Regions from separate parts of the Mus musculus genome. Here region 2 is linked to region 1. Evidence: chromatin contacts called from public HiChIP or PLAC-seq data. All regions are on one chromosome and are shown on one strand. Each heading gives the region's core, a stretch centred on a gene start, on an enhancer-like site or on the middle of the called end of the contact. The rest is flanking DNA. Distances are from core to core; before and after follow the strand shown. Region 1 has its middle 25 kb from the start of Il12b. Region 2 overlaps Rnf145 (ring finger protein 145).

Region 1 (3,744 bases), core at 751-3,250:
TGTATCCATTGTCCCTGCCATCTTGATTTCTCAATGGACTGTAACGGGATTGTGAGCTAAAAAAGACCCTTTTCTTTCTCTCCTAAGTTGCTTCTTTTTTTTGCCAGATTCATCACAGCATCAGAAATGGAGCTAGGTGGATACCATACAGGACCAAAGTTTCTCTTCCAGGAGTTCCCACATCCATATCTTGGGGGTTTCTTTTCTTTTCTTTCTTTCTTTCTCTCTTTCTTTCTTTCTCTCTTTCTTTCTTTCTCTCTCTCTCTCTCTTTCTTTCTTTCTTTCTTTCTTTCTTTCTTTCTTTCTTTCTTCAATTTTTAAACTTTATTTATTTATTTATTTATTTATTTATTTATTTATTTATGTGAGTACACTGTCACTCTCTTCATGCATACCAGAAGAGGGCATCCGATCCCATTATGGATGATTGTGAGCCACCATGTGGTTGCCAGGAATTGAACTTAGGACCTCTGGAAGAGCAGTCAGTACTCTAAACTGCTGAGCCATCTCTCCAGCCCCATCTCTGGGTTTCATGTTCCTCCTCTATGCTCTGGAAGCAGGCACTGCCCACAGTCTTTCCCATTCTCAGCTCCTTTGCCCTCAGTGGGTGGAAAGACCAGATTCTCTTTTTGTTTAAGCTCCCATTATAGTTAAAATGTGGCTAGGTGCTATGGGACTCTGGGAAAAATGTCTTTCCTAGTTGAAGGAAAAAACCAAACTAACAAACACACCCAAAGCAATAATAACAGCAGCAGCAGCAACAACAACAACACATACCCTCTTTTAGAAGAGAACTGCCCTTCCAGTTTTGATGCATAACATGGCAGCATGTTGGTTGGCAATGTAGCAGCCATCTTGTAGGAAGAAAAACAAAATATTAAGGCTGATGGAAAAGACCCGAGCTTGCAAATGATGTCATTGAACTGCTGGATTAATTAATTGCTACATCTTCCTCCCAGAATTCCTAGCATTTTTATCCTTCATACCTTTTACTTGGTCAAGTCAATTTTAATACAGGTTCTTTTACTTGCAGTTCAAAGTATCCCAACTTATAACTCCTCACCTATATAAGCACTCACCACACTGTCTTCTGTCCTGTCTAGGGTGGAGGTTCTTAAAAGGCAATCGTTCTGGCTACCGCGTTAATGTGTTTTCTTTTGCACTGCATACAGAGGCAGGCAGAGTAACTATTTGCTAAATGAAAGAAGAAATAGACAACAGAATGAAACTCTTCCTTCTTCAATTTCTCCCAGTACCAACTTTTTTTTTTTTTTATTGTGTATGGATGACTAATGAATCAAGTGAGGGCTATAATCGAGCTCTCTGCTACCAAATCACATGGGCCGACAGGACACTGGGTGCCTGCAGCAGGCACATGACCTAATTAGCACAGGGCTGCTGAAGGCTTGCAGCAGGCAGTGCAGGGCAAGCCCAGCCATGACCTTTCCATGTTGATAAGCCACGCAGGTTACTCATCTTGTTGCTTTGAAAAAGTATCTGACAAAAGTGACTTCTGGACAAAGAACAGTTAATTTTGATTGACAGTCGGAGAGTACAGTCTGTCATGGGATGGAAGTTCCAGTGTCGGGAGGTTTAGGCAGCAGGACACACTGCATTCTGCAGGCAGGAAGCAGAGGGAGATGAACGCTTGCCCTCAGCTTCTTTGCACATTTTGATCCCGTCTGCCATCCCAGTCCATGAGGGTATCATTTACATAGGGTGGGTCTTCCCGACTCAGGAAACCCAATTTAGAAGCCCAGACATGCTCAGGACTTTGGTTCCATGATGATCCAAGGAGACAATGGAGAAAAGCCACCACACAGAGTCCCATGGTTTGCTGGTGTTTTTCCACGGGGTGCAATGGAAGCTACTCTCCAGGTTCTGAACGCCATGATCCAAGGAGACAGACACTATTTTGAGAAGGTAATTAGCACTAGAGCGTGCTTGTAGGAGATAGTAAATTTTAACGTGCTGTCTCACTCTGGCGACAGACTGGTCATATTAATGCCAATCTCCTGGGAATTATGACTCATTACGAGGGCTGGGCAAAGTGGGAGTCCGGAGATCCAAGTTCAAGTTTGAGCACTGACATCAATCAGGCTCTAGTCCTTGGGCAGGGCGGCAGGCTGCCTTCATTTTTCTCCTCTTACAGGGCCAGACATTCTTCAGTTGTGCCCTGCAAAGCTGTGGGAGTGTGGAGAGGCCCAGGGCTCTCTGTGGTGAACAAGACTTGGGGGCCTAGCGTGGGACAATTCTGCTTTTGTCTGCTTCTTCCTATGAGAGGACACAAAGTTTAAAGTTTAGCAACACAGGAAAGAAACTAATACATTCTGCTTGAAAGCAACTAGATCTCGGGTGCAGCAGATGCTCCTTTGTGGTCCCCCTGCTAAATCACTGTGTGCTGGCACGTCACCTAAGATGCCCAGATGAACAGAGAGACCCTGACACAAACCAGCTAGACAACTTCTGGCTGGGAACCTCTAAGGACGTGTGTGTGTATATGTGTGTGTGTGTGTGTGTGACTGGGTGGGTGGGTGGATTTCACCAAGCCACAACCGAAGGAAGAAGAATGCTTTGGAAGGTTCTATGGAACTATTTTACATTGCTTTGGGTACTATGATTTGAGAGCCCTGTCGTGGCCATGAGCCTGTAAGTGGCAGAACATAGCTTTGGATGAGCACATGGTCCAAACCACGAGGAGGAAAGAAGAGAGGGTTTAGGATCTCCTGGGTCTGACCTTAGAAGACCAGCAACCACAGTAGACATTCTTTGTGCTTCCCTCCCCGTCAAAGCCAAGGTCACTGGAGGACACCTGGTGTCCTGGTACTCATGACCCTGTCCTCTCTTATTCTTCAGTTAATGCCTTCTACCAGCACCCGGGGGAGGTTCCATGTGGGCTGGGGTAAAGGGGAGTTTTGAGGTGGTCTATGTGCTTTGTGAGGCAAGATGGGAGTCCAGCGAGCATCTGTGGAGCTCGAAAGCTCATCCTGCCATGGCATCCATCAGTGGAGAAGCCATACCAAGCCACAGAGGGCAGCCAGAGTGCCTGGCTCTGCAGAAGCCAGGCCTGTGTGAAGGTAAATGCTAATGAGCCCCTGCAGCATGCTTCCCGCAGAAGGAGGGTTTTCAGTATGCACTCCTGGTCCCCTCAGCCTTCAGCTGGAATGCTGATTTTCGTTTTGCATTTTATGAGCCCGAAAGAGGGAATTAATTTCCTTGGTATAATACAACCCTCTGGAGAAAGTCTTGTCCAAAGACATTTTCCTCACAAATGCTATCCTGGAAGAAGGGCTGTACTGAATAGAAGGACATGCTTAGGGTCTGATTTAGAGGCAAGGCGAATTGGTAGGTTGATGCTAAATTACTATATTCTGGGAAGATGACAAAGAGAGAGCTCCTCCCAGGAGCTAGAAACCTCTGGAAGGGAAACATTTATGGTGCAAATACCTTTCTCTGAGTTGGCTTGTGTTTTAATTCACTCACTTTAGTGGTGTGTTAAATGCTCTCTTAACAGATTGTAAGATCCCTGATGTCAGCGGCTGGAATCACTGCATCTTGATAGCTCCACGTGGAGGGGGAGAGGGGTTGCAGATTGATTGTAAGAGAAAAGATTCTGAGCCAAATTATCTCCTCCCCACTCCCCTGTTGATGAATGATCCCTCCGTCCCAAGCTAGCTCTCAGAGACTTCAACAGCTGGCCTTCCACCCCTAGCCCTGCCCAGAGCTCAGTCCAGAATCAGAATG
Region 2 (3,744 bases), core at 688-3,187, 120 kb before region 1:
AGCATTCAGCTTTTCCCCATGTCACATAATTATGAAGTACTTGTAGGAATAAGCATATATATTTATGATAACCCTGCACTTTTATAATACACATGAGTAAGCATAAACCAGGATGCTTCCTAATATTTGCTTAAAGTGGATCAGTCACCCAGGCTGGCTTCACATTCAGGATCCTCCTGCCTCCATTTCCTAGCTACCCTAGGACTACAGGGTACACTAGAAGCCTGATAGGGAAAAAAAAAAATTATGGGCTCTGACATACACCTCCAGATAAACTTAAAGAACCAAGTCTTCAGCCGGGCGTTGGCGGCGCATGCCTTTAATCCCAGCACTCGGGAGGTAGAGGCAGGCAGATTTCTGAGTTCGAGTGAGTTCCAGGACAGCCAGGGCTACACAAGAAACCCCATCTCGAAAAAAACAAACAAACAAAAAAAACAAAAAGAACCAAGTCTTCCTCCAAAAAGTTAAATGCTTCATATGAGAAGTAAACATTTAAAAAGTAAGAGGAAACAGTCAATAGAACAAGTGTCAGAAAGAACGCAGAACAAAACTTAAAATGTGAAACCACTGGAGACAGAGCTGATGAATCAGAAAGCCAAACAAAAGCACAACTCCCTTCAAAGACTGAGAAACTACAGAGAGGGAGAGAGCTGGCAAGGAGGAGGATGCACGAGTAGGGCGGCTGGATTTCCACAAGGAAGAGCACCCAGCCGGGGAGGAAGGGTCACCAGGAACTTAGAGAGGCTGGGGCAGATGGAGCATGCGGGAGAGGCTGCAGGAGGAGGCTCGTTTTCATCATAATTAGCCCATTTTTGATGATAAGAATGGGAACATTTCCTTTATTAAAATAAAATCAGAAAGTGAAAGCAGAAAAGCAAAGGCTGGGAGGAAGTGCTCGGGCAGCAGAAGCTGTGGTGTGATGCCTCCCTCGGTTTCCCTGGTCAGCAGGATGGAAACTTCCCTCCAATCCCCACCCCTCGCCCAGCTCTGAAGTCCCCGCGTCCAGGCCCCGGCAGGCAGGACTTGCTCTGGCCACATGTCCACATCTCCTCTGAGGGACCATGCCTCAGAAGGCATTTTCCTCTAGGACTAGTGATCCTTGCTGCTGCAAGGGACTCAGTGAAATCCCCTACAGCTCCCTCCGCGAGGCCCCTACCCCAATGGTCACACTGAGTAAATCAGAAGCACTCTAGACTCTGTACTCTGAATTCATGACTCCACAATTAGAAAAAACTCTGGGAGGGTTGAACTTCCAGGAACTCATGGAACATTTAAATGGCTCTGGTTTTTCTTTAAAAGACTGCTTTTGTGTTTGTTAGTTCTCTTTTTGTAGTGCTGGGAATGGAACGCAGAGCCTCATCCTGCTGAGCTGATGGTCCCACTACAGAGCGGCATCTCCAACCCAGAAGCTCATTATTACTGAAACAGCAGAGAGAATTTACTTTAAAAATCAATATGAGCCAGGCATGGTGGCGCACGCCTTTAATCCCAGCACTCGGGAGGCAGAGGCAGGTGGATTTCTGAGTTCAAGGCCAGCCTGGTCTATAAAGTGAGTTCCAGGACAGCCAGGGCTATACAGAGAAACCCTGTCTCGAAAAACAAAAAAAAAAACAAAAAAAAAAAACAAAAACAACAAAAAAAAAACATCAATGTGAGGGAAAAAAAAGCCACCCTTTAATATGGCACAGACATCATTTTCTTTCCTCATCAACTAGTTCTTAGTTAAGATACTGACAGTGAGAACATAACCAGGCCAGCCTGGACCAGAGCAGAGTCTGCCTCAAATGACCAAACAACTCAAACAGGGTACGAGGAAGAAGAAAAGGGTGGGGGAGAAAGAGAACTGGTGAGAAAATGAGACAGTAAAGAGCGGGTAAAGGAAGGAGGAAGAGGAGGAGAAGCAGCACAGCTGAAGGCCCCCCCTCCTCTGCAAAAACAGCCAGCCTACACCGGGCAGAGCAGGAAGAGCTCTGCTGCCTGCTCCTTCCGTCAATCTGCAGCACTGTGGGCAAGTGGGTCAATTCCTGTTTGGCTGAATGAATGACGTCTTTTTGGTGCCCTTTGAACTAGACAAGCCCAACTGGTTTTCTTCCCGGAGACAAATACGTGTGCCTCCAAGACTGCCCTCATCACTAGGGATCCCTCAAGTAGCACCTGAGAAGGCATCAGCACTGGCCAGCTCTGACCCCACCCCACCCCACCCCCGAGATTTGGAAATTCAAGACAAAGTGCTGTGCAGGTTTCAGCCACCTTTCCCAGGCTTCAGGGAGCCCAGCCTTGGCCTTTACAATTCAGAACACGCAGGGAAAACCCTGCAAGAATTTTCACTCCACGTGCAGAAGCTCAACAGTCCATTGCTGGTCCTGGACGTCACATCAGAAGAAAGAGAGGGGCTACAGACAGAATCTACATTTTTCCTCTAGGTGTCTCATTTCAAAAAGTAACAGAAAAAGGTAAAAACAATATATTTTACAAAATCAAGTATACCTTAAATCTTATCAGCACATATTAGAGATGTTTTACTTGCACTAAGTGTACCTGGAGTACCATGTGTGAGAGGGGCATTTCCAGTGCTTGGCAGCCACGTGTGGCTGAGTTCTGGATGACCAGCTTTAGCTGGCCAGCCTAGATCCGTCCCCAGACACACAACCCTCTTAGTGGTGCACCCCTGAGTCTTCTCTGTATAGAGATCTGGGCAGTCCTTTGACCTCTGTTTCCCTCTCTTTAATACTGTCTTCTAAGAGGCTTGGCTTCAGAGTCGGTTCCCTCGCTTCCTGTGTGGGGTCTCTGGCATGGTGGGTGGTTCACTTAGGACTGTATCTATTCAGCACTTTTATTTTTAACATTGTGCTTCAGCCATGTACATGTTTCTGACAACAAGACGCTCACTTCCAGCAGCAGTAAGTAAGCCTGAGACATAGCTAATCACTTTAGCCTTTCAAAGTAATGACTAGCTGTTTAAAAATTAATCTTCTCCGATATTTAAAAACCCCTTAAGAACCACAAGCCTCTATGAACTATTTTTGATATGATGATAAATACAAACAGTAAGAAGCATCTATGGGAACAAGCTGATGACCTGACCCACAGGACGGAAGAAGAACAGCAACTCCTGCAAGCTGCCCTCTGACGGACACACTCATCAAGGCATGAGCACATGACACACGTGTGCACACACTCAATAAGTACAGGAAGAAATGGGGGGAGGGAAAAGAGGGGGAGGAAGGAAAGGAGGGAGGAGGAAGGAAGGGAGGGAGGGAGGGAGGGAGGGAGGAAGAAAAGCAAGCAAGCACGCAAACAAGCTATCAAGCAAGCGTAGGGCGAGGAAGTAAAGGTGGCCAAGGGTGTAGGTTGGCTGGTAGAGTACCTGCCAGTGTAAGGGGCCATGGGGTGTTTTTTTTGTTTTCTATAAAGGCACTCTACCCAGTCTAAGGCCCCAAATTTCATGAATTTCCTACCTATGCTAACCTTTTAATCTCCACCCGACAAGACCTTTGTGTACTGAAAAGGCCTGGCTGCATTACTCTAACTGGATGATGGTGTGAGGACCTGACTCCTGACCCCTGACCTGGACTTCCTTTGTGCTGACTCTTTAAGACAAGTCAACTTCGAAAGACTGAGTCAGACCCCAGGCAATGGAGGAAAGGCAGTCACCACATGCATTGGAATAAATTCCAAGTGACCTTCCTGCCCCCCCCCCCCCCCCCGTGTGCTCACGCCTGCTGGCTAGGGATGGGGCCTGTC

Evidence for each region. HiChIP or PLAC-seq counts read pairs in DNA pulled down with a chosen protein or histone mark.
Region 2: an H3K4me3 HiChIP or PLAC-seq map of bone marrow-derived macrophages shows a contact between it and region 1, with 2.6 times the contacts expected there. The contact joins two enhancer-like sites. A contact is called at or near these places in 1 of 15 datasets of contacts at CTCF or cohesin (pro-B cells), 2 of 484 Hi-C or Micro-C datasets (Th2 cells and nephron progenitors), 2 of 115 datasets of contacts at active chromatin or transcription factors (bone marrow-derived macrophages and large pre-B cells) and 1 of 9 other capture datasets (liver).

The regions. Positions count from the first base shown.
Region 1 is chr11:44,423,532-44,427,275 of GRCm38.p6, reverse strand. No RefSeq gene overlaps it. Among named protein-coding and RNA genes, the nearest start is that of Il12b, 25 kb to the right of the region's middle. Within about 2 kb of position 2,000, at least 12 of the 459 cell types and tissues checked have an H3K27ac peak or open chromatin away from gene starts, as enhancers often do. A contact at or near this core is called in bone marrow-derived macrophages, where this site is marked.
Region 2 is chr11:44,543,639-44,547,382 of GRCm38.p6, reverse strand. All of the region lies in intron 4 of Rnf145 (ring finger protein 145), which reads right to left. Among named protein-coding and RNA genes, the nearest start is that of Gm51891, 14 kb to the right of the region's middle. Within about 2 kb of position 1,937, at least 125 of the 459 cell types and tissues checked have an H3K27ac peak or open chromatin away from gene starts, as enhancers often do. A contact at or near this core is called in bone marrow-derived macrophages, where this site is marked.